Regions from separate parts of the Mus musculus genome. Here all the other regions are linked to region 1. A link is a contact called in public Hi-C and HiChIP or PLAC-seq data. All regions are on one chromosome and are shown on one strand. Each heading gives the region's core, a stretch centred on a gene start, on an enhancer-like site or on the middle of the called end of the contact. The rest is flanking DNA. Distances are from core to core; before and after follow the strand shown. Region 1 holds the start of Snx13 (sorting nexin 13). Region 2 holds the start of Tspan13 (tetraspanin 13). Region 3 overlaps Hdac9 (histone deacetylase 9). Region 4 has its middle 87 kb from the start of Gm40388. Region 5 has its middle 27 kb from the start of 9130015A21Rik. Region 6 overlaps Hdac9 (histone deacetylase 9). Region 7 overlaps Hdac9 (histone deacetylase 9).

The links. A called contact is a pair of places that touch in the nucleus more often than the background predicts. HiChIP or PLAC-seq counts read pairs in DNA pulled down with a chosen protein or histone mark.
Region 2: a contact with region 1 is called in a Hi-C map of cardiomyocytes, with 4 times the contacts expected there. The contact joins the promoter of Tspan13 here to the promoter of Snx13 in region 1. A contact is called at or near these places in 1 of 39 promoter capture datasets (pre-B cells), 1 of 484 Hi-C or Micro-C datasets (cardiomyocytes), 3 of 115 datasets of contacts at active chromatin or transcription factors (effector CD8 T cells, microglia and thymic regulatory T cells) and 1 of 9 other capture datasets (liver).
Region 3: an H3K27ac HiChIP or PLAC-seq map of extraembryonic endoderm stem cells shows a contact between it and region 1, with 4 times the contacts expected there. The contact joins the enhancer-like site here to the promoter of Snx13 in region 1. A contact is called at or near these places in 4 of 39 promoter capture datasets (the C10 cell line, hippocampal neurons, pre-B cells and 1 more) and 3 of 115 datasets of contacts at active chromatin or transcription factors (astrocytes, bone marrow-derived macrophages and extraembryonic endoderm stem cells).
Region 4: a contact with region 1 is called in an H3K4me3 HiChIP or PLAC-seq map of bone marrow-derived macrophages, with 5 times the contacts expected there. The contact joins the enhancer-like site here to the promoter of Snx13 in region 1. A contact is called at or near these places in 4 of 39 promoter capture datasets (the 3T3-L1 cell line and liver) and 3 of 115 datasets of contacts at active chromatin or transcription factors (the NIH/3T3 cell line, bone marrow-derived macrophages and microglia).
Region 5: a Hi-C map of liver shows a contact between it and region 1, with 2.6 times the contacts expected there. The contact joins the enhancer-like site here to the promoter of Snx13 in region 1. A contact is called at or near these places in 2 of 39 promoter capture datasets (both in liver) and 1 of 484 Hi-C or Micro-C datasets (liver).
Region 6: an H3K4me3 HiChIP or PLAC-seq map of bone marrow-derived macrophages shows a contact between it and region 1, with 4 times the contacts expected there. The contact joins the enhancer-like site here to the promoter of Snx13 in region 1. A contact is called at or near these places in 3 of 39 promoter capture datasets (the C10 cell line, hippocampal neurons and pre-B cells), 8 of 115 datasets of contacts at active chromatin or transcription factors (the 230-238 cell line, astrocytes, bone marrow-derived macrophages and 4 more) and 1 of 9 other capture datasets (adipose tissue).
Region 7: an H3K27ac HiChIP or PLAC-seq map of microglia shows a contact between it and region 1, with 9 times the contacts expected there. The contact joins the enhancer-like site here to the promoter of Snx13 in region 1. A contact is called at or near these places in 4 of 39 promoter capture datasets (the 3T3-L1 cell line, the C10 cell line, hippocampal neurons and 1 more) and 5 of 115 datasets of contacts at active chromatin or transcription factors (astrocytes, bone marrow-derived macrophages, cardiomyocytes and 2 more).

What each region holds. Positions count from the first base shown.
Region 1 is chr12:35,045,377-35,048,793 of GRCm38.p6, reverse strand. Snx13 (sorting nexin 13) reads right to left here and starts at 1,605. Exons shown (of 26, transcript NM_001014973.2): 1 at 1,383-1,605. The coding sequence starts at 1,397.
Region 2 is chr12:36,040,606-36,044,022 of GRCm38.p6, reverse strand. Tspan13 (tetraspanin 13) reads left to right here and starts at 1,545. Exons shown (of 6, transcript NM_025359.3): 1 at 1,545-1,772. The coding sequence starts at 1,710.
Region 3 is chr12:34,198,347-34,201,763 of GRCm38.p6, reverse strand. The region is part of intron 23 of Hdac9 (histone deacetylase 9); the gene reads left to right. Among named protein-coding and RNA genes, the nearest start is that of Gm51984, 15 kb to the left of the region's middle. Within about 2 kb of position 1,528, at least 27 of the 459 cell types and tissues checked have an H3K27ac peak or open chromatin away from gene starts, as enhancers often do. A contact at or near this core is called in extraembryonic endoderm stem cells and second pharyngeal arch cranial neural crest, where this site is marked.
Region 4 is chr12:35,832,038-35,835,454 of GRCm38.p6, reverse strand. No RefSeq gene overlaps it. Among named protein-coding and RNA genes, the nearest start is that of Gm40388, 87 kb to the right of the region's middle. Within about 2 kb of position 1,659, at least 100 of the 459 cell types and tissues checked have an H3K27ac peak or open chromatin away from gene starts, as enhancers often do. A contact at or near this core is called in bone marrow-derived macrophages, where this site is marked.
Region 5 is chr12:35,666,199-35,669,615 of GRCm38.p6, reverse strand. No RefSeq gene overlaps it. Among named protein-coding and RNA genes, the nearest start is that of 9130015A21Rik, 27 kb to the left of the region's middle. Within about 2 kb of position 1,670, at least 9 of the 459 cell types and tissues checked have an H3K27ac peak or open chromatin away from gene starts, as enhancers often do. A contact at or near this core is called in liver, where this site is marked.
Region 6 is chr12:34,431,488-34,434,904 of GRCm38.p6, reverse strand. Hdac9 (histone deacetylase 9) reads left to right here. Exons shown (of 28, transcript NM_001271386.1): 6 at 1,674-1,824; 7 at 2,916-3,042. Among named protein-coding and RNA genes, the nearest start is that of Gm51984, 220 kb to the right of the region's middle. Within about 2 kb of position 1,789, at least 39 of the 459 cell types and tissues checked have an H3K27ac peak or open chromatin away from gene starts, as enhancers often do. A contact at or near this core is called in adipose tissue, bone marrow-derived macrophages and microglia, where this site is marked.
Region 7 is chr12:34,484,256-34,487,672 of GRCm38.p6, reverse strand. All of the region lies in intron 4 of Hdac9 (histone deacetylase 9), which reads left to right. Among named protein-coding and RNA genes, the nearest start is that of Gm51984, 270 kb to the right of the region's middle. Within about 2 kb of position 1,517, at least 33 of the 459 cell types and tissues checked have an H3K27ac peak or open chromatin away from gene starts, as enhancers often do. A contact at or near this core is called in bone marrow-derived macrophages and microglia, where this site is marked.

The sequences.
Region 1 (3,417 bases), core at 356-2,855:
AACTCTAATAAGTTTTATCAAAAAGATATTTCATGCTAATATATTATAGACACCACTGAAAAGTTACTAATACTGATGTAAGAGCAGCTGCTCACTTAAGTATCAGAGTAAAATAAACTTGGGATGCTACTTGCTTTTTAAATCCACAACTAAGGACAATGTATAACCATAGTCTGTGACAATGTAAGTAACTTCGGAAATATGTAGAATTAGGAAACGTAAAGTGAACGTCTAACTCCTAGAAATGTGTAGTTCCTAAGTTAACAATCAACCAATAGGGGTTTCCCAGGCACGTCGTGTTTGCCAGAATCTGGGCACAGATGAAAACAGATACTAAGGTACAAGGCACTTAGTTAGACGAGTTCCCAAAACTTGGAGAACCCAGTGTGTCCTATTGTGCCATCGCTTTTCACACAGTAAAATCCACTTGTTTCCAATGTTTCCATTTCAAAATGTCCTTTTTGGCCCGTGTAGGACTGCTTCCCAGTGACCATCAACGTGGTTTAGTACCCTCACATCAGCTCCCAAAGATGTTCAAACCGGTCCCTGACATTAGGATCCTCACAGAACCTTAAGGGAGCAGCCTCTGGGATTTTATCCAATCTACAAGCGTCAGACATCCAACACCTGCAATAGACCATTCGCCCAGCTATGTCACCTCTGGTCACTAAACTAGCTGCACCGATTAAGTTCTTCCCCCTAAAGTACTGCTAGTGCAGGCAAACTCTACTTCTTCAAACGTCTGGTTTTTGCACTGGACAGTGGGCACTAAGGAAGGGGAAACTGATTGGTTCGTCGTTGCTGCCCTACTTCCATTTCAGGTCAAATGAGAAAAACTGTTCCCACAGAGAGAAGCAAGGGGGCCATCCGCGGGTCAGGAAGGTGGATGCCAAACTGAACTTTGGGATCAGGGACTGAAGGAACGTGACGGGATGTGGGGGCAGGGGAGGAGGGCGCGAGGCCAGCGAGTGTGGCTGGAGGAACCTGGCTCACTTCGCGGAGCAGCCAATGTAGGGCTCAGGCCGGCTGCCACCGCCAGGAGGTTGACCCGACCCAGCCGGGAGGGGAAGGGCCCTGCAAGCCGGGGACACCGACAAGGGCCAGCACCGGGACGCGGGGACCACGACCGCCTCGGGGCAGGCGGAGCGGACTCCAGGAAGGAGCGACAGCTCGGGCGAAGGGGAGCGGCGGCAGGAGGAGGTGGAACTCTGCCGAGTCAGCACCGCGCCCACTCGGTGGCACTTGTGGGAACCCGGCGGCTGCCAGCCCGGCCGGCCGGGCCTCGGCTCCGGTCGGGCCCAGCGCCGGGAGCGGCGTCGGTGACGGGCGGGCTGGCGCCGGCCGCTCACCCGCCTCTCAGGTAAACAGTGGGCGCCGCTTACCTCTGTTAACATCATTACACCCCGGGGGAGTGAGGTCCTCCCTAGCCTCGCCGCATGGCAATAGCCGTAGCAGCAGCGGAAACTGCCCGGGCCGCCGCCAACGGCGGCAACTGCTGCTTCAGTCCTGTCCCGGGCGGCGGCTTTACTCGGCTTCGCTGGCTTCCCCCCGGCCCGGCTGCTCGCGACGGACGCGCCGCCATCTTGGAAGAGCGACGTCCGCGTCTCCCCGCGACGTGCGCTCCCATTGGCTGGCGCGCCGGGCGCGAGCGTCTTGTGACTGTCTCCATGGCGCCGGCGCGCGCAGGGTCGGCGGCGGGGGCTGGGCCGCGCGCGACCCGGGACCTCCTCTGCGGGCTGGATCCCGGGCCACCGTGGTGGCGGGTTTGCGGGCTGGTGGCGCAGCGGAGGCTGGGTGCCGGCGGAGAAACTGGCATCTCGCGTCTCCCCGACCCTGTGGAGCCCGTAGAGTGCTCGGGACACTCGGCTGCGGTCCCCTCCGCAGCGCGGTGACCTGAAACTGCCGCCCGCGCCGCGCCTCATTCCGAAACTTCGGCCGAAACTTGCCTCTGTTGCTCCCAGCGCTCAGTAAGTCCTGTGCTGGGTGCGCGACAGGTTGTAGACGCGATCAGGGCAGATCGCCTTCACCCCGATCCTGGCAGAGTTAAGGGCTACTGCTTTGCTGATTGGCCAGAACCTGCTCAAGCCTGAAGGCTTAGTGTTTCTTTCATAGTCTTAAAAATCAAGCAGCTTTTGCCCGGTAGCTGTAGTCTCTATGGCTTTATTGGGAATTCAAAAAAAAAAAATATATATATATATATATGTTTATATATCACAGTGAACGCATTTCAGCATGTGTCTCTGTAAGTAGTTACGAATAAAATGAGACTGAACTCCGAAGTTCTGTGGCTAGAACTGCTGATACCGTGACAACTATCTCGGTCCACTTCTACAGGAATGACAGTAAAAATCACTCGCTTCTTCCTGAATTGCCCGTGAAGTAGTTTTCTTTTCATGCCTCTGCTGTTACAAACCAATTTACAGTGAAACTGAGAAGTGTTTGGGCTTGAAAAATAAAACACTTGTATCTCATTCTTACCGGGAAAAAAAAAAAAGAAGAAGAAAAAGTTTATAAAAGAAATTGTGGAAAACTAAAGCCAGTAGTTACTTCCTTTGTGATGGAATCTGCACTTAACAATGGTACTATTGTGCTAAATGTAATTTAAGGAGGTACTCATTCTCACCACAGTGAATAAAGCAAGTGCATTACAAACCCTGTGTTATCTCTATTCTGTTCTGTCCCCCAAAATAAAATTTCATTTAAGATGTCATACAGACTTTGAAGAAAAGCCCCGACTGCTCCATTCAGTGAGTTTATAGCAAAGTTGGGTTTTTTTGTTTGTTTTTTACTGGGCAACTTATATATATATAATTTTTCTGTTACTGGAACAAGTGCATTCTAACGTCTGCAATACAACCAAATATAATTGAAGCACTGGCAGATTAATCTATAAATAGGAAACAAGATTGGAAAATGCAAACTGTGTTAATACTGAGAGAAACCAAGAGAAGAGACAACAAGGAACCTGAAAGAAGATACTGTTCCATCCTGTAAATAAGAATGCAGAAGGTTCATTAATGTTTAAAATACCGACTATTGAATTAAAACTGTAATTTAGGTGGCTTCCCTGGGTATTCTGTTCCACTTTTTCCATCAATTTCCTTTTGTATAAGATGTTTTCCCTTTTTTAAAGGTGACAAACTAGGAGCCCTAGCTGAACATGCTCAGAGCCCAACATTAAATCCCCAGGACCACTTAAGTCAGGTGTAGCAACAAATGCCTGTGATCCCAGCACTTGGGCTGTGATGCCTGGAGAGTTAGAAATACAAGGTTACTGTCAGGTTAGAAATAAGTAAGCAAAGCCAGTTCAAGGCCATCCGTAGCTAAGGGAGACCCTTGTGAAAGCAGAATGGATTTGCACACAAACCTGTGCTGTGACATGGGTGTGCCTTAAGCATTCAGAACGTTGTAAGCCTG
Region 2 (3,417 bases), core at 296-2,795, 1.0 Mb before region 1:
ACCACCATGTAAGTATTAAAATTCTGGATTTTAAAAAGAAAAGTAGAGCAGTATAGTTTGGAGTGCAGAGTTATTTCCCATACTAATTTTTAAAAATGTTTCTGGGAATACATACAAGATTGATAAGGATTGCAAGAGACGTAAAATCCATGAGTGTTTATTTGCATGGTGAGTTCTAAAGGAAGTACAAATAGGCTGGAGTATTTGAAGAGAAGGTATTTAATTAACTTGTTTAAGTCAATGATTTTTATGTTTGTTTTTTTTGGGTTTTTTTTTTGTTTTGTTTTGTTTTTGTTTTTTGACATACATTCACCTAACCGTGAGAAGTTTTAGGCTCAAAATGTACAGTAAATTTGAAAATCGCTTTTTAAAAGATCTATTTTACTATTTTACGAGTGTTTTGCCTGCATGTGTGTACCATGTGCATGCTTGATGCCCACTAAGGTCAGAGGAGGGCACTGGATCCCCAGGACTGGAGAGACAGGTGTTGTGAGTGCCATTTGGGTGTTGGGGTCCTCTGTAAAAGCAATAAGTGCCATAACAGCTGAGCCAACTCTTAAGGCCCTTAAAAATCTCTTTATAAAACCTATTGGTAGAATTTCTTTTGATAGAAAATACCAAATAGAAAATACCAAGCCTTTACTGCCGCTTAACAGTTGGAACCCAGTAGTGAGTGCCTTAAAACCATCAGGCGCACTGGTGCATCTGATAGGACACTTTATTCTATGCAAGGGGGTCTGTCAAATAGTGCATGATATACTTCTAATAATCTAGTTAGAGGTTAGGAATCAGGATGAAGATGCAGCAAACAAAAGTGATGATAAATTAATTGAATCTGTTATCGAAAGGCTTCCTAGCTTGTATTTATGCAAAAATAGGCCCCTAAAACCCAGGATCCCACTACAAGAATAAAGACTCCTGATTTATTTTGCACATATGTATTCATAAGGTTTATTAGTATTTCAAAAATCCCTGTAGATTAAGTCCTCTTGATCTGAAATCTGTCACAATTACAGGTTACCTTTCTTACCTATGTCGAGAGAAATTAGTTTTTATTTGCTCTTTTTAGTCTTTCACTGATGTTTTTCCTTTCATTGCCCCCTTCCCTGTTCTCTGTAAATCTTTCATTCTTGTCGTCTTTCTTTCATTCAAACGAGGCCAGGTGCTTCGATTTGTTTTATCATCTCATTCAAAATGGTGCCACGTCACCCACAGGGCAAGAATGGAGAGAGGTGCTGTCATTTCTCCTGCCAGCGTGGAGCCCCGCCCTCTGCTGTTCACCTGGGAGGGGGGAAATTATACAGAGGCCACAGTCTCGTGAGCCAGAGGCCGGCTCCCTCCAGACAGTCTCGGGGCCCCCTCCTCCTCCTCCTCCTTCTCCTCCGCTGAGCTGCCCCGCCTCTCCCGGACCCCAGAGCGCATTGATTTGCATATCTCTACCTTTGTTCCCTAGCAGTGGCCAATCAGAGTGCAGGGCGAGACGAGGCGGCGGGGCGGGGCGCGCGATCGGCGGATCCGCTGCGGCCGCAGGTTGCAGAGCGGGTGGGAGCCGCTGCGGGCGCGGCACTGCAGCCCTGATCCTGAACCCCGAACCCGAGCCCCGAGCCTAGCCCGGGCCACAGGCTCAGGAGGCCAGGATCCAGAAGCTACTCGCCCAGCCCGGCGGAAGACGCCTCGACCCGCAGGCACCCGCTAGCCCACGCGCCACGATGGTGTGCGGGGGCTTCTCGTGCTCCAAGAACTGCCTGTGCGCGCTCAACCTGCTGTATACCGTGAGTAGCCCGCGCCCGGTGGCACCTGCGGGGGCCGTCGGCCTCCTCCCCGCCTGAGTATTCGCCTGCGCCCCATCCCGCGCCCCTTGCGGGCTTCCCACGCCCCAGTTTCGCCTGCAGCCCCCGCCCGGGACCCCGAGCCTGCTTGTCGCAGTCTCCGCCCGTCCTTCATTGTGGCGCTCGCCCCTCGCCCTGCTCTCTGCAGCCCTTCACTTTCGCGTTCCTTCCCACTCTCCCCATTCTTTCATCCATCCCCAGGTTTCCATCTCAATCCCTCTAGCCGCACGCTTTCGGCTGGCCATCCCATCTGGAGGTTCGGAGGCTGGAGAGCAGCCCGGGCTTAGGGGACAGGTTTGCGGGATAGTGGGGCCTGGGATGGACCAGGCGGCCTGTGGATGGCGCGCTTCTGGCACAGCTCTAAAAGCTGCCTTTTGAATGGAGGCCATAGAGCAGGTTCACAGGATATCCGTGGCTTCCGAAGTTTGTTTCGTGCTTACATAAAGTCTCTTTGTTGATGTTTCTGCCCGTGAGGTATTCGCCTGATGCTTTTCCCATGCCATCTTCCTTCCCCTTTATCAATATTCTAGCTCCATTTTTGGCGAAGTCCTTCAGTATATAGTCCTCCACCCAAGTCGTTTTTATTTTTTTATTTATTTTTTCCTCCCTACGTATCAGCATATGCCTTCCAGCTTTAACATGGAAAACTCAGTTTGATTTTTTTTTTTTTTGAGGCATAATTGTGGCTGGACAGCAGGAAGTTGAGGTGATGTTTATTGAAAACCTTCACCACCCCAGCCTTTTCATTTGTCAATTTGTTATCTATCTGTGGCAAGCGCAGTTGTCTAAATTTTATAACGGTAAAGACCAAAAAAGGCTTTACTAAGTTTTCATAACTGGTAGTTGGAGAGTCTGGACTGGAACCAAGCTGTGGAATCTAGACCTTTCCACAAGCTGCCTCTCCTGCGTGGAAGAAACTTCCTTTCGGTCATCTCATTCCATCGGAGACTTGTTCTCTTCTATAAATACATCTGGTGCTTGCAGCACCCACCCTGAAAACAAACCCAGTTTCCCTGCATTAGCAGAGCCAGGCCATCTGGGCCAGCTTAGGTTACATCTATGGACAAGAGAGGCCGCTTGTGGTTGACAAGCAGAGACACCAGGTCACGGGTCATTTTACCTTTTTTTTTTTTTTCTGGTGTGTGTCTGAAAATGATGGCAAAGCTTTGACATAGGCACCGATGGTGTATATATTTTTCTGGCTAGTTCCTGGGAATCCAGTCAACATGCTCACAAATGGTACACTTGGCAGAAAAATTCTAGAATACATGGTGGCGAAACAGCTCCTGTCACTGGAAATCCATGTCAAGTTTCATATTAAGTTCACCTGTGCGGTGTGAGGCATGCTTACCACATTGCTATATTGTAAATTCCTATCCGTTCTTGAACAATTTCTCTTATTAACATGAATGGTCTGCTTAGAACGTCACATTCTATTTTGTGCCTGAGTCCCCCTCCCCCCCTCAGTGATTCAGTCATCTGTTTACCTGATTCTCCATCTTACAGTGTCTGCTTACACACAGTGCAGGGTACAGTGGCTGCTTCTGTGCCTCTTCGGCTATCTGTAGACATCAATGTGCAATATATA
Region 3 (3,417 bases), core at 279-2,778, 850 kb after region 1:
GTAATCTTTGGTGAAGTGTATTGTCTTATAAAATGTCTGCATGCTCTCCTTGGGAAGGACTTCTAACTGTAACTGAACCACAAGGCTGCCCCCTGGTGCTTTATGTATTGTTTAATTGTTTGCCTTTGGTGAATGTTTTTATTAAAAGCCCATTATTTAGAGTAGGACCAAAGTGTCACTTTAAGAACAACAGAGGCAGAGCTGTTCAGCGGAATAGTTCCTTTTCATGGGTGTGTTTAATGCACACTGGATGCAGCTAATGAGCTGAAATTTCTTCTTGTAATACTTCAAAAAGAGCAACAACAACAACAAACAAAATTCTCCTTTTTTTATTTTCCTCTAATAAAAGGTGACTGGATTGGCTGTAAGAGCCATACTTGAGGATGGCTGTGCCCCAGCCAGGAGACGAGAACGGTGTCTGTCTGTGGTCATCTGCTCTGTCTGCCTCTGTTGTAGGGGATTTTGTTTCCAGTCACATACACTTCTCTGCACGTGGCCCTGGGATCATGGGAGGCAATGAAGTATGTGAGTTTCTCGGAGTGTTTACCAGGCCCTTTTGTGTTTCAGTGTATATCTGAGTGGGAGAGATAGGCCTTATTGTCTTCGGATTCTTCATAGTCTGTTTGCCAGGAAACTTCATCTCAGATTTTTTTTCCCAGCACACATTAGGCCCAGGAGTATTTTGAATTCAGTGATTCTAATGCTTGAGGTTCTTCTCTCTGAATAGCCCTTCTCTTATAGCTTCACCGGCACATTGGTCGCTTGCGAATTTGTTAGGATTTGACTCTGGAGAAAGTTCAGTGTTTGCCACCAGGTCCTCACAGACAGCAAGTAAGAGGCCTTTTCATTGTTTAGCTGTCTTCTTCCAGAGCTAATCTAGGGCTGTGACCCAGCCTCCAGCAAAAAATGAAAAGCCGAAGTACCTTGATACAATTTCTAGGCCCTAAATGATCTCATTAAATTCTGACTCTAGATATCAAGTAGACATTTGAGGAAATATGATTATTGACAAAATGTAAGCCTGTTATACACTATATTACTTCAAAAGGAGAAAGGCCATTAGGACATAATTACATCAGAAACAGTATACACATTGGGCTGGTTTATAAACTGTCACTTTCAGAAGTATGAAGACGTATAAAAGTTTCCAAAGGTCCCATTATGACCCTATTTCCAACAGTATTCTCTGACAAACTAAATAAATTACTGCATGTATTGGACCTTTGAGGCTTGGGGCAAAGAATGGAAAAATTATTTACAAAAGCTTGAAAATATTTAATCACTAGAGGCAGGGGGGCAACGGTGTTTTAATTAGCAGGTCCTCGGGCCATTGGCTGACTGGAGGCTTTCTCAAACAACCACACAAATGCACTGAATAGCTGTTTGCCAGCCTTAGGGTCAGGCCTGAGATGAAACAGATAAGATAATTGGCTCTAATGAAATCCAGAAGGCCTTGGCTTTCTTGTTTGAGCTTGGATTTGAAAAGTGCGTGTGGAAGTGAGGCTTAATTCAAACCAGAACTGAGCTAGGCCCATTTCTCAGTGACTTTGATATTGTTTGAAGTTCTGAAAGTGTTCGCCACACCGCTAGCCTGCTGGGCTGGGCCTCCCTGGTACCCTTAATTACTAAGCTTTATTGCTGACTTTACTACACAGGAAAGGGGCCATTATATGTTCCATCAACATCAGCTCTTCTCAGATTGGAGGAAAGGGCAGGGTTAAAGGCCACTGTAGGAAGGCAGCAGCTTCACTTTGAGGTAGGCAGATCATTTACCAGTGTTAAGTTTCAGTGTTATGTACATACATTCCTCACAACACAGAAGCCCGATTTCCATTTTTAAAGCAAATGATTACTTCTCTAAATATTTTCACTATGCCTCTTCCCACTCCCCCAGCAGAAGAGAAAAATAATTCCACACCATACAATATAACCGAATAAAAAATAAAATGAAAAACAAAACTTGACAATGCCTCCCAATTAATCATCATAGCAGCAGGCCAGGTCGGAATCTATAATAAGGAGGATTATTATTGATGCACCTTTGAAGTAGAGAAATCAGTGAGGAGCCCTCCTGTGCTGGGAGACACCCCGAGGAATAAAGACCCCTCAGGAGAGCCTACAGAATGAAATCCCCATTTTCAGACTCTTTCACAAAGAGGTTCCACAAAAGAGAATGCCTCCCATTCCATTCGGAAGCCAAATAGAAAAAAAAAAAAAAACAAACAAACAAACATGGAAGCGCCCTTTCCAGGACCCACTGAGTAGTGATGGGGTCACTACTTGCCACCAGTTGGTAAGGACAGAGTATGCATCTGCATGAATAAAGAAGTATCCATTCTTAGCGCTCTCAGAGATTTGCTTGTGCTAGGAAGGCTACAGGACATGCAATCTCCTCAATCATTTCCTGCCCCTTGTATCCTATCTTTGAATAGTCAATCCATGAGTGATACCATCAGACTTAAGTGTATTTTGCATTTTTTAAATAAACATGATAAAAGTGTTCTAATAATATGCATGGTCCTGTGGACAATTAAACTCTTTCTGAGTATTCTGTGTAGAGGGGCTACAGGACAGGAGCTCTCTAAGACCATGGTGTATATAGCTGCCCCTAAGTAAACAATAAGCAGTCAGAGAGAACAGCATTAGGAAGACAGAACTAAGACCTACTCTCTAGCATCTCTCTCTTCTTAGAGAAATGTAAGAGAATCTTCATAGAATTTTTCCAATCATGATCATGAGATCAGCTTGGATCAGAAAACTTAAGAGTCATAGTGTCCTCAGCTCACTTGAAATACTAACTCATTTTCCAGTAAGTACTCTTGTACACTGAGTGTTTGTGTACTCCACCATTCATATGCTCATCCCTAAAACCCAGTATGTGGTACTTGGAGATGGGACCTTTGAGTGGTAAATAAGGACTACGAGTGGTTCTAAGGGCCAGGCCCTACATTGAATCCATCAGTGCCCTTGTAGAGACTACAGCAGAGAGCTTGTTCACAGAACAAATTCAAAGATCAAGGAAAGGCTTGGGGAGTGAACACTTCCAAGCCATGAAGAGGGTCCCCAACAGAACCAACCACCCTAAGCAGGCCACTTCCCCATGTCTTGTCTTCAGGAATCTAAGAAAGTACATTTTTGCTATTTAAATCACTTGGCCAATAGGTTTCCATTGTTGCTACTGTTGTTTAAGACATCAGCTAAAGTAGGATAAGAGGGACACAAGAAACCTTTTGTTAAGACTGAATAGCCCACTTATAACTATATTCAAATATGTCAGTGTGTTTTCCAAGCTGTAATCACTAAGTACTAGGTTTAAGGGATATTACATTTTTCTCATCAATTAAAAAGATCTCTTTGTAAAAATATCTATCAACAGACAAAGTTTCATGAATCATTTCCTCAAATTCTTTGATAATT
Region 4 (3,417 bases), core at 410-2,909, 790 kb before region 1:
TCCTTGAAATACCATTTTCAACGTCCATCTTTTAACTGGGATGCCTCATGGTTATCCAATCACTTACATTTTACCTGATTGTAGAAACACTGAACCATTTTCCCATTTTTCTTAAATAACATTACAAACCATATTGATAAAACTCTTGATGGAAAATCCACAGAATAACCGTCTTTATCAAAGCAAAGAAGTAAAGATAATTCTGTACAACTGCAAATCTCCAGGGCATCCAGATACTCATGTCTAGTTGGCCATTTTTAGAAGTCTCCAATCACCTGTCCTGGAACTTGTTATACAAAGCACCATTTCTAAAGTAGACCTTTGTGGGGAGTTGTTCTAGTAGCATGGAGGGTGAGGGTGGTGAAGACACAATGAGTTATCTGGGAAGAAGACTTTGGAGACCAGCACCAGAGTGCAGATCTAGGTTAATTCAGGATTTCACTGGCATATGTATACATACTTCATTCAGTCAGCTATAGTCCAATAATCTTGAATGGTGTGCAACTGTGTAATGTGAGGGTGTACGTGAGGAACAGCATGTCCTAGCAGTGTGTTTGTGGACAGAGGGCAGGAAGCAGGCAATGCCCTGGGCTTGGCACCATTTTGTGTGTCTCTGGTATGTCGGACCCCATTATGTGTCATGTACTTCTGGAGACTCAGGTCTGCTCAAGCAGCTGGAGGAACCGGTTGTGCTTCTCACATCTTCTGTCTTTTAGAGACACCATCTGGACAGAGACTGTGCCCTCAGACCCTGCTGAGGTTGAAAACAAAACAAAAGAACCCCAAGCCCCAATTCTCCCAGCGTTTCCTTCTTTGTCCCCACCAAACTATCATTGAGTCACATTTTGAGAACTCTTGCTTGCCCAAGCTGCACTTTTTCTACTAGGAAATGCAGTTAATGTGAAGCCATTTGATGATCTTAAGAGTCCCTAGAGGATGTGGGGTTGCTCCCCACTCCAGGCCCAGCCAAATCAGACCCTTGACTGTATTGACGAAATGTCTCTCTCCTCTTATCTTGTTGGTTTAAGATAAGCTGATACAGAATTGGATCTACATTTTTCAATGCTGTTAAAATTGGTTCTAAGTCGGGGAACATGTTACCCTTTTACCACCCAGAGGCAAACAAGTTCCAGAAGAGGAGCAAGCCAGTGGTTGACGTTGTGCTCCTCAGTATTCTAGTACTTGGCTTTCAGTATCAAGGTGCAGCAAGCCGCTGGCACTCCATCCATGGCTTCTGTCTTCTAGGAAGGAATAAGACATTTTCTATGGAGATAATGTCATCCACTTTGTCTAGAACTTCACAAGATGGCAGTAAGAGAACAAATCATACAATATTTGAGCAGGTTAGTTTTTCACGCTAGTGAAATTGATTTAGATTACTTAGGATAAGAACAGCTACTTGGTGATGCAGACTCATCTCTCCCATGACTGAAAGAGGCTAAGTAGGCATTCTCCTCTCCTCTCTTCTCCTCTCCTCTCCCCTCTCTTACCCTCCCTTCTCCTCCCTTTCTTCTCTTTCTTAAGAATGTCTCATGTAGCTCAGTCTGCCTCCAACTTTCCATGTAGCCAAAGATGCTCTTTGACTTTTGATCTTCTTGCCTTTACCTCTCAAGTGCTGGGATTAAAGGGGATCAAGCTCAGGGTGTTGTGCATTCCAGGCAAACATTCTACTCACCGAGCTATAGCCCCAGCCCACAGGCATTCTTTCCTTATATCCTTTGGTCTTGTATTTGCCCTAAGGAATAAATCTCCTGTTTTTGACCATTGTTTTTGCTGCAAAAACTACGAATAAAGCCGCTCTACTGACTATAAAAATGTAGAGATGTTTCATCTGGAAATTAGTCTTGTTAGCCTACTTTTCTGTTTGTTTTTGTTCCTGTGGTCTGTGTATCCACAGAGCATTCTTCAGCTTCCTCATTTCCCTGCTCCTCTCTAGAGATTGCTAGTTACTCAGTCAGAACAGCCTTTTCTCTGCCTTGCAACCAGAATGAGTCACACTCACTTCCAGATTCTTGAATCATAGGGTTATGAATCTTTTACTTCTTGAAAAATCTTCTCCTGTAAGTTTTCAAGAGGGAGCATTTAGTAAGCAATTTTCTTTCCTGCTAGGTCCTTGCCCTGTTCCCAAGCCATGTGATTTGTCTAGAACGTTGCCTTTTCTTTTCTAATGTTGGGTGCATGACTCCAGTTCACCTCTTCTGTTTTCATCTCCTGTCTAGTGTTGCTTCAAGGATAGTAAACAACTCAACCAAACTCTTTTACTGAGACTGTTGCCAGGGGCATTGCAGATCTTTCCCACCCCCACATACAGGGGGAGGGAGGATAGGGAGTAGATGACCTCATAGGTGGCAAAAGAGTTATAGAGCAGGTGGGGTGAAAGCATTCTTAAGCAAAGCCTTCCAGTGTCTGCTTACTAGTGCTGCTGAAAGAGGCTGAGCTCTGAGTAGACATCCCAGGAAAGGATTAGACTCCAGGAGAACTAATCTCAAGATTTCTCTGCTTCTTTTCCTCATCTCAGTCCATAAACAACCCAGAGAAAATGGATCAGAACATGACTGCACTTCTGGGAAAGGGAACAGCAGAATGGGACATGGATCAATTAGTTTGAGAGGAGTATGAGGAACGGCATGTTTATAATATTTGGAAGGAAGTTAACATCAGTTAGTAATTTCTCTGTTCCCCAGAACGTGATCTTTGAACAACTCTGAAGGCAACCAGTTCTCCAAGATTAGTAAGGACCCTGATCTAATTAATCTAAAGTTAATTATTATTTAATTTACATGGCAAAGGAAAGGAGGAGGAATTTTACACTTGCCACTCGTGGTAGGTGTATATATGTTCTGTTCTGTTTCACCCTACACAGAATTTGTAATAAAGAAAGAAGAGATGCATTTTCAAAGCTACAACTGTGTAAGGGCTATGGAAATATAAAGAAACTGGAACAAAGTCCCTATTGTATAGGAAATATTCAGGGAAAACCAGTTAACTGTGGCTGTTGTTGATAATGCTGTTCACACGCCTGCTGGGGGAAGCACTTGCAGAGGACTGAGGCTAGTCAGGGTATGCACAATGGCTGGGCAGGGTGCTCAAAGACTGGTTCTGAGTGCACAGGGCTTGGGGTTGGGAGCAGTGTCTAGTCTGGGTGCAGTGTCTGGTCTGGGTGGAAAATGGCTGGGTCTGCATGCACAGTACCTGGGTCTGGGTGCATAGGATGTAGTCAGGGTGCACAGTGGTTGGTCTGGGTGTATAATGTCTAGTTTGGGTGTACAATGGCAGGGTCTGGATGCATAGTGTCTAATCTGGGTGCACAATGTCTAGTCTGGGTGCACAGTGGCTAGTCAGGACGGACAGTAGTTGATTAGCATGCACAGTATCTAGTCAAGGTTTACAGGGACTTGTTGGGCTACACAGTGACCA
Region 5 (3,417 bases), core at 421-2,920, 620 kb before region 1:
AGGATACAAACATCTGTTAAGCCAGCAGTATATGGCTAACACAAAACAAACTCAATGGCATCTTTGGAAGTTCTTTCTATACGTCTCTGTGTCTGTCTGTCTGTCTGTCTCTCTCTCTCTCTCTCTCTCTCCCTCTCTCTCTGTCGCTGTCCCTGTGTCTCTGTCTCTCTATCTCTGTCTTTGTCTCTCCCTCCTTCCCCACTTCCCCTTATTACCTTACAGATCATTTGTGTATATATTTTGGCATCTGGTTTTGTGAAGAGATTACTGTATGTAGCTCTGCATCTATATGTGTTTCTTGTGTTTTTATTTGACTTTTTCTTCTGTTTGTATTGTTTTGTTTTATCAGATTTTATATTATGACTCTTTAGATGCCTTGTTGTTTTCTGAGGAGAGACATGAGCATGTGGATTCTGCTGGGAAGGGGAACAGGAGAGACTATCAAAGTCGGGAAAGGAGGTACCATATTTAGAATATGTATGAAAAAAACCTGTTTTCAGTAGAAGAAAAAGAGAAAAAAAGAAAGTGAAAAATATGAATACCTCTAGTATTTAATCACTTAAAGTATTCCTAGAGTATCTACCAAATGTTAGGCTCTGTTTTTGGTATTAGAGTTAAAACTCTGAAGAGTACATATAAAAATAAACACTGTGTCCTTGGATCTCCAGAGTTTAACTGGTTGGCAGACAGCACGCTTATGTGTGTGTGGTTAAAGATCAACCTGTGTGAAGCAGGGATGCAGCTTCAGTAGACTTACTTCTCCAGGAGTGGGAAGGCAGCATGGGCTGTTAGTGGGTTGATGCATAGATTTATTTATATTTTAATTTACAATTATAAAAACAAATATGACAACATATTAATATCTGTAAAAGGTTGGTGGATATTATGTAGTATCATCTAAACTTTCATTTGGTTTCAAATGCTTCATTAATTCCAAATTAAAAACAAGTACCATTATAAAAGTGACAGCTCTTAAGTTCATAAGGAGGCACACAACCTTTCTGCATGTGTGCACACATGTGAAGAGATGTGAACAGACGTGTGCATGTGGAGTGTAGTCATCAACATTGTGTGTCTTCATCAACCACGATTATTATTATTATTTGAGATGATGTCTCTCACTTAATCTGGAGCTCAATGCTTCTGTTAGATGATCTGGCCACCAAGCCCCCGGGATCTTTGTTCTCTGTGCCTCTCTAGCACTAGAGTTACTGACGCATGCGCTACCTGCACCCAGCCTTTTCTTTTTCACATTGATTCTTGGGATTAAGCTCACGCCTTTAAGTTGTGCAGCAAGGGCTCTATCCTCAGTCATTTTCCAACCCCAAGAAGTACCTTTCTTATGAGCATGTCATATACATGGATGATGAAGTCTACAGTGTGTTGCTATAGCTAGCTCTTTACCAAGAAGGAGGCACTGTGGCAGATGGAGAGATTACAAACCTGGAATACAGGAAAAAAATTTGAATTCAAACTCCCTTTCCTCTAATTCCTAGTACCTGTGGTGACATGCTTAACCTCCTTGAAGCCTGGTTTCAAATCTGAAGACACATTGAAGGGAACAGACTTTGCTCAATGGATGTTCTGTTTGTGTCAGAACTGCAGTAGACCACATAGTTAACAATTATCCAACACTGGGATGCGGAGGACAGAGGGCTCCGTGCTTCCTAGATAAACTCTGCTGTCCCCAAACTGTGTCAACAGAACTTGGCACTAAATTCACAGGACCTCTGTGGAATGTTTCAAATATTTGAATTCTATGCCATGATGATACCTGCCAGGTACTGTTTGATCTTTTAGAGTCAGCTATTTCCCAGCTGTCACCATAGATGATGTAATAGTCTAGGAGGTTGTATTTTTTTCTTCTCAAAGTTTGGTCTTGGTTAGTTGCCGAGATAAAGTACAGTCTTGGCCTGCGGGACTCCAGGAGTTGACCTAACTGGAGTGGCAAGGGAATGAAGAAAATACTGATACCAAAGAAGAGATAGACACGTAGATGCACAGGAAAACTGGAATCATGTGGTCTAGACTCTGATGGAGAAGCCACAGCACCTTGGAAACTCACCATGTTTATTGTATACAGTTGAACAGGGAAGCATGGTTATTGTACATGACTGAACAAGGAGGTGATGTTTACAGCTGGATCTAATCTCTGTAGGCACAGTGTCTGTGGGGAGGCTGTCCAATAGTAAACATCAGAGAAGGAAGCTACAGGGTCATGTTCCACACACATGACTGTGCACATGTTGCACTTGGGTCAGAAGAAGGCTTTGCTATCCCCTAAGCTTCACCCAAGGAAGGCTTTGCCACCCCATGGGTCTGAATCCTTCACATGGCCACACCCAGTCACCAGTAGTCATTGTTCAGGACTTTAGTCCACTTCCCACAAAACACAATGCCTGTGTGAAACTGTGTGTATAGAAGGCAGTGGGTATAGGCAATGGCCACTGTGGACTAATGGTCACAGAGTGTGCAGAAGACACATACTTTGTAGTAGTAATAATACTAGTTCAAGATAAAATAGAAATATTGGTTTTAGTTTAGATGCATGATACCTTCAAGTGTAAGCAGTGTGGCTTCTTTGGATGCCAGTTCTCATTAAGATGTTTTGTCACATGTCAGAAGTAAAACTATTAGGTAGGGGTTTTTGTTTGGTGTGTGTGTGTGTGTGTGTGTGTGTGTGTGTGTGTTTTGTCTAGGAATTGCTGGAACATTCAAGGCACTATGAACACATTCCTACCTCTTCCCCAACTGCTTCATTTAATCATGATTTCTCTCAAAGACAAGTCTATTATCTCCGTTTTGCACAACTGAGGAGTGGATATACTAACTGTCTTGTTCATCACATTGAGAGTATTGTCCATCATCTGTGTCATCACTCTGCTAAGAAAGCCCACAGCCCAGCCTCTACCTCTGTAGGACACATACACATGCTATACCTACATTAAACAAACCACATGAAAAGAAATGTCCTGCAAGGACATGTAATGTGAACCAAAGTATAAATATCCTATCATTTCAAGTTTCAATGAGAAGAAATCCCATAAATTACCTTAGAAGGAAAATACTACAATTCTGAAGAGCCTCAGAGACCAACACATTTCACCGTAGGCCGAGTGCATATGAGAACCATTTCTCAGTGTTCATAGTTCCTGATATACCTTAGTAATATGAAGATGTCCTGTCCAGGATTTCCATCAACATGTGGAGTCTGCATTTTTGTAAATGACAGAGAGAATAGAGAATGATCAAACCTGCACTATATGTGGGAGCTGGGTATGGTGGTAGTTGATAAGCACCAGCCATGGAACCCTTGGTCTCCAAGCAAACACAGGATTTACAGTGTTTATCCTAAGCACTCAGTACAGCATCTGCTTCCTGTGGATACTTACGTAATCCTCATAAAAAAAATCTTTC
Region 6 (3,417 bases), core at 540-3,039, 610 kb after region 1:
TGCTACACAAAGGCTAAAATGTCTGGAAATAAACGTAATGTTTTATTCATTTTAATTTTTAGATAGGCCTCATTTTATCTTGGCTAAACGTTGTGGCTAAGGTCATGAGTATGTGTGATTTTCCATTCCTAGAAGGAATTAGAGTTCAATTGCAGTGAAGCTTTGGATAAAGCATTAAATCAATTTGAACCATCAGTATTGCTATAGACTTGACATTAAAAAAGAATTTAAACATAACTATGAATTCCTAAGTAACAGTGGGTATTTGAGAATATTAAATGCGTGTAAATAAAAACAAAACACCACGATTTTCAGATGTAACATGAAGAATAAACAGAAGAACTCCCCATTATGTACGTGAGTTTGGGTCAGGCTCTTGCAGTTGGCATAAAAAGTTACCTTCTTGGGGCTCCAAAGAAACAACAAGAAGGTCCTGACAACACTCTACACAGCCTTTCATTTTTGTTCTGTTTTGTTCTATTATTTGCTATAAAATAGAGGTTTTTAGTTGTCTCATATTCAAAGGATAAATTATACTTTAGTTAGTATTAAGTTATAAATAGTAATAATTGAAATTGTATCATTCAAAACTAAAAAAAATGTATTAATTATGAACCTGATCCAAGGGAAATTATTGTTTGTCTTACTTTAATGAACAGAAGTTCTTTGTAGCCTTAGTATCTTGTCAAAGCTCAGACCAGCAGTGCCAGAGGCTAAGTAGGGCTCCAGTCTTCTGTTGTTCACTGGGTACATTTGCTTTTCTTGAGATACATGCATACATACAGGTAGGTAGGTAGATGATAGATAGATAGATAGATAGATAGATAGATAGATAGATAGATAGATAGATAGATAGATAGATAGATTATATATATTCTGATATAGATTATATATATTCTAGGTCTGTAGGGAAGGTGATATCTTTAAAAGGTCATAACAAATAACCTCATATTTTTGTTATAAATGGTTTGAAGTAAATTCAGAGAATTCAGAAAACCAAATACCAGTCCATGGAAGAACAGTTTGTGGAAGTGATTTCATTTGCAACTGTGTTTCTACTCCTGAAGTTTTCCTGTGTTAGATGACCGTTCTGAAGCCTCTGTATTTTCTAGAGTCATATATGGTTATGTAGATTACCTTACTCTAATAAGAACTGTCTCTATGAGGTGGTAAAGGTCTTAGTGCTTGTTCTAGTTCAGGTAGACTTTCCCCAAATTACCTCGCACCTTACCATTTCTGTTCACTTGAGCTTTATGCTATAGCTCAGGGTAAGAACTGATTACTTCAGTAGTCTATTTATAGTGTGACAGACTTTGTGTAATAGACACGTGGGCCGTCTCTGTCTTGGTATGTTCCTGCATTTTGTAAGTACACAGGGAAGGAAACTAAAGGTTCAAGCCAACAGCATTCAGATGACTGTGGGGACTTGGTAATGTTTGTTGATAGGGAGACACAAGGAATGGAATCATCTAAAAACCTTGCTTGGTTTAGATATAAAAACCATCATGACTTTAGTTTCCTGTCTTCATATTTCAATCATTAAAAGGTGGTTGAAGCACAAACTAAATACTTTCAAGTTCCAAAAGCTGATTAACATTGCAATTTGGGGCAGTGAGTGATGACTTTGAACCTTAAAGAAATTGCACACTCTCATGTCTTTCTCTTCTCGCAAGTTACAACAGGAACTTCTAGCCATAAAACAACAGCAAGAACTCCTAGAAAAGGAGCAGAAACTGGAGCAGCAGAGGCAAGAACAGGAAGTAGAGAGGCATCGCAGAGAGCAGCAGCTTCCTCCTCTCAGAGGCAAAGATAGAGGACGAGAAAGTAAGAGGCACCAGGGTAACAGACACACTGTCTTCTGCATCTTTAGCTGACCGTCGCAAGGAACCTGATAAATAATGAAAAATAAACTTGCCAAAAATGTCCTTGTCTAATGGAAAGAATAACGTATAGACTAAAGTGCCTGTTCACATTAGCTCTGCAGAGTTTAATGAGAAATAAACACAGCATTGGCAGAGACACAGACTGGTTCATTGGGCTTTGAAAGTAAAATCGTGCTGAAGCGACCGAGTGTAAGACTGCCTGTTTACTAGTAATAAAGTAATATCTATGTGTTTTCAGTTCTTCCTTCTTTCTGCCTAGGCAGACACTGTTCTGAGCATCAGGGTGTGCCTCAGTTCTGTATTGGTGTACTTAGACTCTGGAAAGACTCAAGGCAGAGCACTTGCAAACTATCGATCCACAAGAGGGAGACAGATCCAAATGATTGCCCTCTCTCCAGGCAGTTCAGGCTCAGGCATTGCAAAGTTTAAAGTGTGGTGATTTGAACTGAAATTACCAACGAAATTTATTTGTTTAGTACTCAAATGAATTCTAAGACAATGTTGAATTTATAGACAAGAAACTTAGGAGATCATTTTAATGTATTGTAGCTATCTGCAACATTCCCCAAGATCCCTAATTTTAGAAAGATAAAATAATATTAAAAACTAGTGTTTTGTTCCTATTCATGCATCCACTTTTGTAAGTGTTGGGGATTGAACATAGAGCCCCAGAAAGAGCAAAATAAAAAAATTGGCAAGCCGTGTGCCATTAAGACAGCCCCGACTGTCAGCAGTCTTCTCTTTAGATTTAAAGACAGATTGATGATAGTTAGCTGAATTCCCTTCCTATAAAAACGATCAAAGAAATCATTGAAGGTATTTTTGAGGGAAAAAAAAAGTAACATAAGGAACAGTTAAAAGATAGACTTCTTCCACTGTCTAAAGCCTGTGTAGATTTTTTTTTCTTTTAATAGGAAAGCACCATATGCTGTGGCCAGTGATATTTCTTCATAACCTTTGTTGAGCATTCTTGAGTGGCGAGAGGAAGTAACTCACAGTCAGTGTCTGTGTCCCTGTGTGTGTGTGTTGCAGGGGCAGTGGCAAGCACAGAGGTTAAGCAGAAGCTTCAAGAATTCCTGTTGAGTAAATCAGCAACAAAAGACACTCCAACCAATGGAAAGAATCATTCCGTGGGCCGCCATCCCAAGCTCTGGTACACGTATGTTCTGTGTTTGGCTGTTCTTATCCTGGGGGGTTGAGAGCACACAAGTTCTTTCTCTCTGTCTGAACTGGGCAAAAATTCTGGGCCTGCCACTTCTCAGTTGTGTAGCCACAAGTTTCTGGAAATCTCTAAATATCAGCTTTCTTCTCCACAAAAAGGAGTACAACAGTGCCTACCTCTAGAGTTGCTAATAAGGTCTTAAGGAAAACAAACAAACAAACAAACAAACAAAAAACATTACAAAGTAAATAGGAGCAAGCAGTGCTCAGTAATGGTTAGCATTTACCACTGTGAGGGCAGAGAAGATCCTCTTCTTTGTTGAATGAACAAGTGGAATCCGGGAGGACCCAGAGATGGTTTTGAATCCTCATC
Region 7 (3,417 bases), core at 268-2,767, 560 kb after region 1:
TGACATCAGTGAAGTGTAAGTGTTCTTCACAGGGTGATGCGCAGAGAACACCTGAGCAATGGCACCCCAGTTCTACACGAGCTTTCTTGCTTGCCTTCCTGTGATCTCTCATTTGTCTTCTTCAGTACTTGTGTTTCTCAGATTCGGCTCCTCAATAAACAGTTACATTTTAAACTTGGAATAGGAGGATCTAAACAAAGAAAGCACTATTTTGTTTGGGGATGCATTTATATACTTGTAGGTACCAAAAGTAAAATATTCAACTTCCAGTATGGCCTACAGTCAGTGAGGAAACGTTACATTGTCATATATTCTGTTTATGACTCCAAGAACTATGTGTCTATTCAAGAAAAAAATGTGCTTAAAATAGCTAATATCTAACAGTTCCAGCGTTTGACCTTTCCTCATGTGGAAATTTAAACCATATTGAGTGATTCATCTGATTAAAATTCCGGGCATCCAAGATGCTATTGTGCTAATGAAAACATATGTGTGAGTGTTAAAGTATTTTGAGGCAATAAGAGATCATTAGCCTAATAGTGTTCAGGCAAAGCCCTCCCCAAGTCTCAGTAAAGTTATAATGGTATGATTGTGGAGGTATTAATAAAGTTAATTGTAGTTACTACACCCATAGACTAGAGAATCCTCCAACAACCGAAAATATTACTTATCTAAAGGGCTGCACACATATTCTGGGTATGTTAATGCATTAACCCGAAAAGTATAACCTCACTGCTAATGGATTCCCCATAATCCTAACCCTCCTGACACCGTGGAAAATATGGAACATATTTGCTCCCCTCTGTTGCAGCAGTTTAACTAAAGGGATGATCGTAGGGGAAACATCTTCATTGTAACGAGTAAGCATGCACATCCATATGTCTCCTTTTTATGTCTCACTTTGTCACTTAAAACAGTAAAGGTGACTAAGGAGTAAACTCTGAGCAGGAGGAAGAGAAGTGGAAATCTAAGTAATAAACCTTGTGGTCTTGCTAAAGGAATCGAAATAAATGGCAAAACCTGGTCCATGGAAAACTGCCCCTGACAGTTGAGGGCCTGGTACCCTGGCTAGGCGAGGTGAGGTAAGAAAGAACAAACACTCCTTCAATGGAAGTAAGATCAGGTGGGTCTTGTTTTCTCCAGGACTCCCACAACCTGGAACTTCAGTTTATTACGTGAAGCCCAGCAGGAGGTATTAGCTAGTCAGGGCATGAGTTCTCTGTAGGTGAACAGTCTGAGACTATAAATAACCAGGAGGAGGAAGCTGTAGTCACTAGTCTTTTCACACACTGATCAATTATTTATAAACACTCACAATCACACTCCCAAGGAAAGCCCTTCCATCCCTCTTAAGTGTGGTCCATATGGGTTAGTGGATTTACCTGCTTACCATGGGGCAAACAGAGTCCTTGGCAGGCCATGCTCATGTCAAAACACATTCATGTAGGACCTCATTCACAAGAGGCCTCTTCTGCTCGCTACAGAGCAGTTAGAAGAGGAAGAAGACAGTGTCTCAGTGGCCGAGGCCAGGGCAAGGCAGCAGGCTTGAGGAAGTTAGAAGACTGAGCAGACTGTGGGTCAGTAGGTTTGTCCCTAATATTTATTTCAGTGGTTGGGCTCATCATGCCCAAGTCTACAATAAAATTACATACTCACTAAAAGGCCACTAAAAGGTAATTGAATTTATTTTTATAGATAACAAAATCGGGGGATGTTAAAAATTCTTATCAACATCAGGATCAATGCCAAGAGTTCTTTGCCTCTAGTGTTACCTGAATAAAGGTGAAAATGAAAAAAACTTAAAATGGCAAATTAAAGCCAAAGCAGCCATGAAGATGGGAAGCCCTGGAAAACCATCCAGATATAGGATCTTGTAAAGGCAGTGCAAAACCAGGCTGAGTTAAACTGTATAGCCAGATGCTATGACAGTGCCAATGGAACTAATGGCTGAGAAATTCTTCTGTGTCCATAGACATCCTAACTCTTAAAATTACCTGGTGCTTCAACACGAGCATCTCAGCTCTAGTCGAAGAGCAGAGAGGAGGACTACCATGTTTTCTATGGCCTGGGTCAGCGGGCCATATATTGTCCATCCACAGTCCTCACAGAGAGTTCTTTGCCTCTAGTGTCACCCTGATCTATTCTGCACATACTGAATCATGTTCTTAATCTGCAACAAGCCTCTCATGTGTTAACAGATGGAAAATACACCTTCCTCTCATATTCTAACACTTGTCTACCATGTCCCACTCTACCTCCTTGTAGTGTTAGGGTTCGGCCTCCAAGTGTGTCTTCCCGCCCAGCAGTGACTTTCATCTTCTCCTGGGACCTCAATTTTCATTCTGTCCTCTCCCGGATCCTGGTGATATCCTGGTGATATGTATACACACACATATATATATCTGTGCTGTCTAAAATCCCCAGTAATGGCAGATTCTGTCCATTTCCTAATATCTACACAGCACAGCCACATCCTTCAGAAGTAAGAACACTACTTTAAGCATGTTCTTATACTGAAGTTGGCACCTATAAGTTGACTACTCAAAAAACAATGACAAGAATGTATTGCTTTGCTTCTGGTGGCATTTGTTTTGAGGTTAGGGAGAGGTATTCTGGGAGGAAAGAGCATACATTTGCATGCGTTTGCACTCAGATACTCATAGGCTTGAACTGTAGTCCTGCACTTAGTAACTGATAGCTACTAACTTCATCTGAGCCTCAATGCCACATGGGATCAGATTGATACATCATGTCGCACATGTGCTATGGCAGATGGAAAACACCTTTCTCATGAAGATTTTGATGTTCTTGAGGATGTCAATAAATTCCACTTGCAGGAGTATGGTCATAGTAGTGCCTTAAAATTTAGTCACTCGCTTCCAGTGATTAGCCCATAGAAAAGCAAAATTCATCATGTAATGGTGGGAGAAGGTGGCAGATGTTTTAGCAAGTGCCAGAAGCCTGTGTGTCTACAGTGGTTGTATGGCATGGTGAGATGGACACTTTCTCTCAGCCCTTGCCTTTGTGAAATTCCCTTCTTCGGTCCCCTTATGAAGAAACAATCATACAAATGCCATCTTAGCAAAATTCATTAAAATGCTTGAAGAGAAACGTGCACAAAGCATGAAGGACATTTAAACCAAGGCTGACAACATTGTTAGAGGAGCAGCTCCAGACAGACGTGGCCAGCAGGTACACACTAGACACAGAGTGCCTCTGGCAGCAGTGTAACATTCCTGTGGATTTAAATAAGTTCTGGAAGTCACTAAAGAACATTATAACAATGTTAGTTTCTAATGCTGGCAAACTCTGTGAGGTGCTAACATTAAGTCACTGTAAAGTGTAAGGGGACAGATTGTGATAAGTTGGACATTCACCTAACATCCCAATTTATTACGTTCATAGTAATTGTTCATT